Regions from separate parts of the Mus musculus genome. Here region 2 is linked to region 1. A link is a contact called in public HiChIP or PLAC-seq data. All regions are on one chromosome and are shown on one strand. The core of a region is the stretch at or near the end of the contact, and the rest is flanking DNA. Distances in the headings are between cores, read along the strand shown. Region 1 has its middle 20 kb from the start of Cnih3. Region 2 has its middle 10 kb from the start of Ccdc121.

Region 1 (2,700 bases), core at 134-2,633:
TACACATATACACACATATACATATATACACAGACACACATACACATGCATACACACACATGCACACACATATACACAAACACACACATTCATATATACATACACACATACAGATACATGCACATACACTCACATACACACATACACACGCATACACACACATACATACACAAACACATATACATACACACTTTTCCCTCCTTAATATAGCTACCAACTTGTTTTTAAGGCATCTCTAGTTTGCCTTCTCTTGATGTCACATGGCTGTGTGACCTCAGCTGATGTGTTTCTGGGGTTCACAAGTGTTCAAGGTGATAGAGCTTAAGAACACACATGACATATCTCATGACATATCTCAATGACCTGGAGCATTGATGGACTCTATAAGCAGATTATAGAACATTAAAACATATTTCTTTAAAGCTTACATTCCAAAGAAATTACTCAAATCACATGAGTCCATCTAAGCATTCTTTATATCCTGATATATTTATCTTGATATGTATCATATATCAAACCACTGATATCGATGGTTGCTGGGATAAAACAAGGTGAACAGAAGCAACTTATGGAACAAAGAGTTTATTTTGGCTCATGCCTCCTGATAAGAGTCCATTGTGATGAGGAAGCTTGGTATGGATGCAAGATTACCAACCATCGGGTGTGGCCTCAGGAGGCTGAGAGCTCACATCCTCAACGGTAAGCATGAGGTAGAGAGAGTGGACTGGAAGTGTCTGATGCTTTTCATCTCAGAGGCTGCTCCCACTGACAGTACTTCCTCCAGAAGGGCTGTGCCACCTGAACACTCCCAAACAGCACCACAGCTGGGGACATTTCTCATTCAAATCACCATCCCATCCCAGATGGTAACTCAGAGGCTGGGAAACATTTCTAGCAGTGAACAGTCACAACTGGTCAGAGAAGGCTTTCTGGAGGCAGGGTATGAAGCAGGATTTGAATTTTAGAAAATTTTGAGCATATGTCAGAGAGGAATACGTGTTTGAAGAGGTTCCAGGGGAGGGGATGCATCAAGCCAGGCTGGCGGGTGACCAGGAGAGTCCACTGGAGGACTAGAGAGGGTCAACCATATAGTCAGCCAGGAATGTGATACTTTGACAGAGGATGAGCTTAGAGACCGGGTTGTTTGGTTCAGTGATTCCTAACCAGAGCATTTTAAAGCTACCCTGGCTGGGACTCGACCCCAGAGATTCTTGTTCAAGAGGGCTGGTGTGGAGTTGAAGGGATCTATTCTTGGGAAAAGCTCTTCAGCTAATTCCATGGCATTCAGTGGCAAACCCCCGTGAAATGGGGGTGGATTGCAATAGCTCACTTTCAAAGGAAGGAAGCTGGGATAAGAAGGGTTAAAGCAAGAGAGAGACTGTGTGAAGCAAGAACAAACAGGAAGTGAGTCAATGGGGGACCACGCTCTACTCCAGTGTGTCCCTCAGATTAGCACAGGCTGGTTGGTGTCCAACTTGTTCACAGCTGTGTCTGCCTCACTTATAACTCCACCCCAGGAAGTAATTACACTCACTACATGGTTCTTTGAGAAATTCATAATAGTTTTTTAAAAAGAGACATTTTCAGCACATCATTATTGCTGGTGTTACTTTTATTTGTAATGCTATAAAAGCAATTATAATTTCTCCTCTGTATTTCTATTCAGTTATTCCCTTTAAGAGTTATAACATACAGAGAAAAGACATTAGGAAAAAAATCTTCAAGTTTCTGTTGGATGGAGATAGACAATGCCCATAAACAACACAGCTCTAACTTGTCCTTGAATATCTTTAGAGTAATGGGAGACTCAGAGATATTATTATGCTCGATCATATTTAAGCCAGCTAGGTACTTCTTAAGTGCATTTAAATCTTGTTTAGAAACTAGAAAAAAAAAATAACTGGTTCCACCACAGATCCTTTCTGTCAGAGCACAATGTTTCATTAAAAGGCAGAGAAAAGAGCTGATGTAAAATCTTCCCTTTTTGGGATGCTGATTCTTTTTGTCATAGAACAAAGACTGACTGCTAGAAATATTTACATATGCAGCCCTCAGGATCGAAAAACTTGAATTTGATCAACAGACACATCTACCACTTGCTATATTTTAATTTCACCCCCCATGACTCAGCATTTCTAACTTGTCTTTGAGAAATTGAAAACAAAGTTTTCTTCTTTGTGAAGTGCTTTGTTTCTTTGGAATTAGTCCTAGTGTGTGGCATGTTTTCGCTGCCTTTCTATTGCTGGGAAGAGGCACCACGACCAAGACAAGTTTTAAAACAAAGTGTTCAATTGGACTCTTTGCTTACAGATTCAGAGTGTTAGAGTCTGTGATCATCATGGCACGGTGTGTGGCAGCAGGCTGGCAGGCATGGTGCTAGAGAAGTATCTGAGAGATTACAGCTGGTCCACAAGGTGGTGTGTGTGGGTGTGTGTGTGTATGTGCACGAGCATGTCTGTGTTACTGAGAGTGGCTTGAGCTTTTGAAGCCTCAAAGTCCACCCCCAGTGACACACTTCCTCTAACAAGGCCACACCTACTCTACTAATTCTTCCCAAACAGTTCCACCCACAGCTGGGGACCAAGCATTTGAATATATGAGCCTTTGGGAACTATTTTTATTCAAACCACCACATGACATAATTATAAGTGACTGTGTGGTATACCCCCCATACCCCCCCCACACTCCCCAGTGTAAGAC
Region 2 (2,700 bases), core at 28-2,527, 190 kb after region 1:
GGGCATGACACACATTATCTCATTTGCTCAATGGATACTATTATAAGCAGGCAGAGCGAGTGATAGCATTTAATAGAGTTGGGAAAGGAAGTTGAGTTATTTTCCTTTAAGGCTTTCAGAAGGAGTGATTCAACTCAACATCATTGGCTGATGTTTGAGGAGGAAAAAAAAAAGAGTAGAATGTGAGAATCTCTTTTGTGAGATTCTAGAAAAAAATCCTAGTTTACTTTCCTACTCCTTCTAATTATCTTTAATTATGAGCAGATGGTCTTGTTTCCTGAGTCACAAACTATAAAGCCCACTTATAGTAGGCGGGGCTATCTTTCAAAGTAATAAATCAAACCCACTAACAGTAACATGATAGCATTAACCTACTAACACTAACATGATGGTATTAACCCACTAACAGTAACATGAAAGTGGCAAATCCATCTGTGTTCTTGTCTGTGCCATGGGCGCCTATATTGTTAAGATGGACTCCCACTCTAGCATCATCCCTCTGAGACATGCTTGACACAAAGTAGGGCTAATGCTGGAAGAAGGTCTGTACTGGGATCCAATGTCGCTGTCTCTGCTTTGGGGTGTCAAAAGCTATCACAAAACTACAATTCCAGGAAGAAAATGGAGGAAAAGAAAATAGCAGTAGAAACTGAGATAAGAGTATATACCCTGCTCTTCAGCGTATACTCTTATCTCCCGCTCTGGCCAGGAGGTCTGGTGCTCTGCTGAGGAGCCACCTCTCGTCCCACATAGTTCTAGTTGGATGGATGGCGCTTCCAAGGATAGGAAGTTGTTTCCAGGTGCCCATGTGACCTCTGCCTGACCAGTGAGTACCCTTACTCTCTCCAGCCACGGTGATTGGCTCTGGGCTGCATATGAGACTTCCATTTCTCGAACCATCAGAACAGAGAGGTGATGCCTCTGATAGGGATGCTAAAGGGTGGATATGGACCAGATGAGGCAGGAGGTCAACACACTGTTGATCAGTTCTGTCTGAATAAGGCATGGATTGAAGAGAAGAGAGCTGGCTGTGGGTTTGGTCTGGATGCCCTAGTTTGAGTCCCTGAGTGTAGTCTTATCTAACATCAGGTCTGTTCCTTGGGACGGTTTCAGATTTGTAAGCTAATACTTTGGCAATATGCTAGCAAGTCTCTCTCTTTCAAGTCAATTGGAGTTCTATTTCTGTTTCTTATTTGCTTTAGTGACTCAGAATCCTGACCAAAGCATGCAGCTCAGGGTGGTGTGGGAGAAGGTTATTTGAGACTTGGAAAAGAGAGGCTGAGAAGTTGTTTTGGTTTTGATGTCAAAGCATCCAGGAGGAAAGAGAGATTAGAATCTGCACTAGGCTTAAGAGGATGACGTGGGTGGCAAGTGCGGAGGCAGCAGCAGCAATTGATACAGTTTAACAATTCATGGAGACACTGTTGGCTGCCACTGCAGGTGGGCACCGTGCTTTGAGGGGTGTGCAGGCATGGTTAATGAAGAGACGTGGCTGCTGCCGTCAATTGGAAATCAAACACAAAGCGTAATTGCTGTTGCTTTGCCTGTATCCGAGGAGCATTCTGCTACAGTCAGGGTGTAAGGCGTGCCAGTGGGATATGAACACAGGTAGACATTGTACAGAGCCTCATGACTCACTTCCCTGTGCCTTCCTTAAGAGGGGTGGAGAGAGGTGGAGCTAGCAAGCAGCAACAACCAAACTAATTTCCCTTAACCAGAGTCTTCACCCTGGGGTTCATAGCTTATGTTTACGCTTTAGACTCTCAAGCCCCTTGGCGATTATGCGCAGAAATTGCACTTAATCTGTCTGCAGAGAGGGTCCAGTTTGGAGAACAAAAAGAGTTTATTGGACCTGAGCTAGCCACCTGAGCCATGTTGGCCAGGTAGCTGCTGCCTTGTGTAAATTTAAGGCACAAGAATAAACAACTTCCCATCAGTCTCTGAGCGAGACAGCCCTGGGGAGCAGAGCCCCAGGATCTGAGAGGAACAAACAAGACCCCAGGACACAAGGTCTCAGAGACAGATCGCACAGCTCCCTGGGTCACAGCATGGTGGCAGGGCTGGGTTCAGGTGGTGGGTGATGCTATGAAGTCTTATTGTGTCCCTTCCTGCCTGCCGTCTGTGATAGGCGGCTAGGTGTTTGCTGGGCACTATAACCTCTGTTGTTGTTGTTGTTTAAGCTGTAGTTGGTGTCAATTATTTGTAAATGAGAGTCTGGAAGGTATTCCAGAAAAAGAGAAGCTACACCTATTGTTCTGAGTCCCTTTCAGCAGCGAGTCTCCATGATCCTTTGACTGACAGGAGAATTTTATGGTTTATTATCAAGGATTTTTTAGGATGTCAAAATGGTGCAGAGTGAAGCACATTATACCCTAATTCTAAAGCCCCCGTGATGTTTGTCAGTTTAGAGACTTCATTGCAACAGTTTGAATGGAAAAAAAATAATTTTTAAGGCGCCTTCATTGTTAATGTGAGCCACTAATAATGTTTCTTTTTAAAATAATTTCAGGCTTCAGTCACATGGCACAAAGAATTCTCTCATGTGCCCTCCACTTAGACTTCCGCCCTTGTTTAATCATCCTGTCTGTGTTCACATGAACCCCACACACGCCTGTGCACACGGCTACTTCGGAAACGCTTGGGAATGCGTATTGGCCACCACTGAACCCAAGTCCACACCTTTCCAAAGCAGACCACAGG

The links. HiChIP or PLAC-seq counts read pairs in DNA pulled down with a chosen protein or histone mark.
Region 2: a FOXA1 HiChIP or PLAC-seq map of pancreatic cancer cells shows a contact between it and region 1. The contact joins two enhancer-like sites. A contact is called at or near these places in 10 of 39 promoter capture datasets (the 3T3-L1 cell line, 3T3-L1-derived adipocytes, the HPC-7 cell line and 7 more), 4 of 115 datasets of contacts at active chromatin or transcription factors (double positive thymocytes, embryonic stem cells, oligodendrocyte precursor cells and 1 more) and 3 of 9 other capture datasets (adipose tissue, liver and macrophages).

What each region holds. Positions count from the first base shown.
Region 1 is chr1:181,331,383-181,334,082 of GRCm38.p6, forward strand. No RefSeq gene overlaps it. Among named protein-coding and RNA genes, the nearest start is that of Cnih3, 20 kb to the right of the region's middle. Within about 2 kb of position 1,384, at least 41 of the 459 cell types and tissues checked have an H3K27ac peak or open chromatin away from gene starts, as enhancers often do. A contact at or near this core is called in pancreatic cancer cells, where this site is marked.
Region 2 is chr1:181,520,269-181,522,968 of GRCm38.p6, forward strand. No RefSeq gene overlaps it. Among named protein-coding and RNA genes, the nearest start is that of Ccdc121, 10 kb to the left of the region's middle. Within about 2 kb of position 1,278, at least 47 of the 459 cell types and tissues checked have an H3K27ac peak or open chromatin away from gene starts, as enhancers often do. A contact at or near this core is called in pancreatic cancer cells, where this site is marked.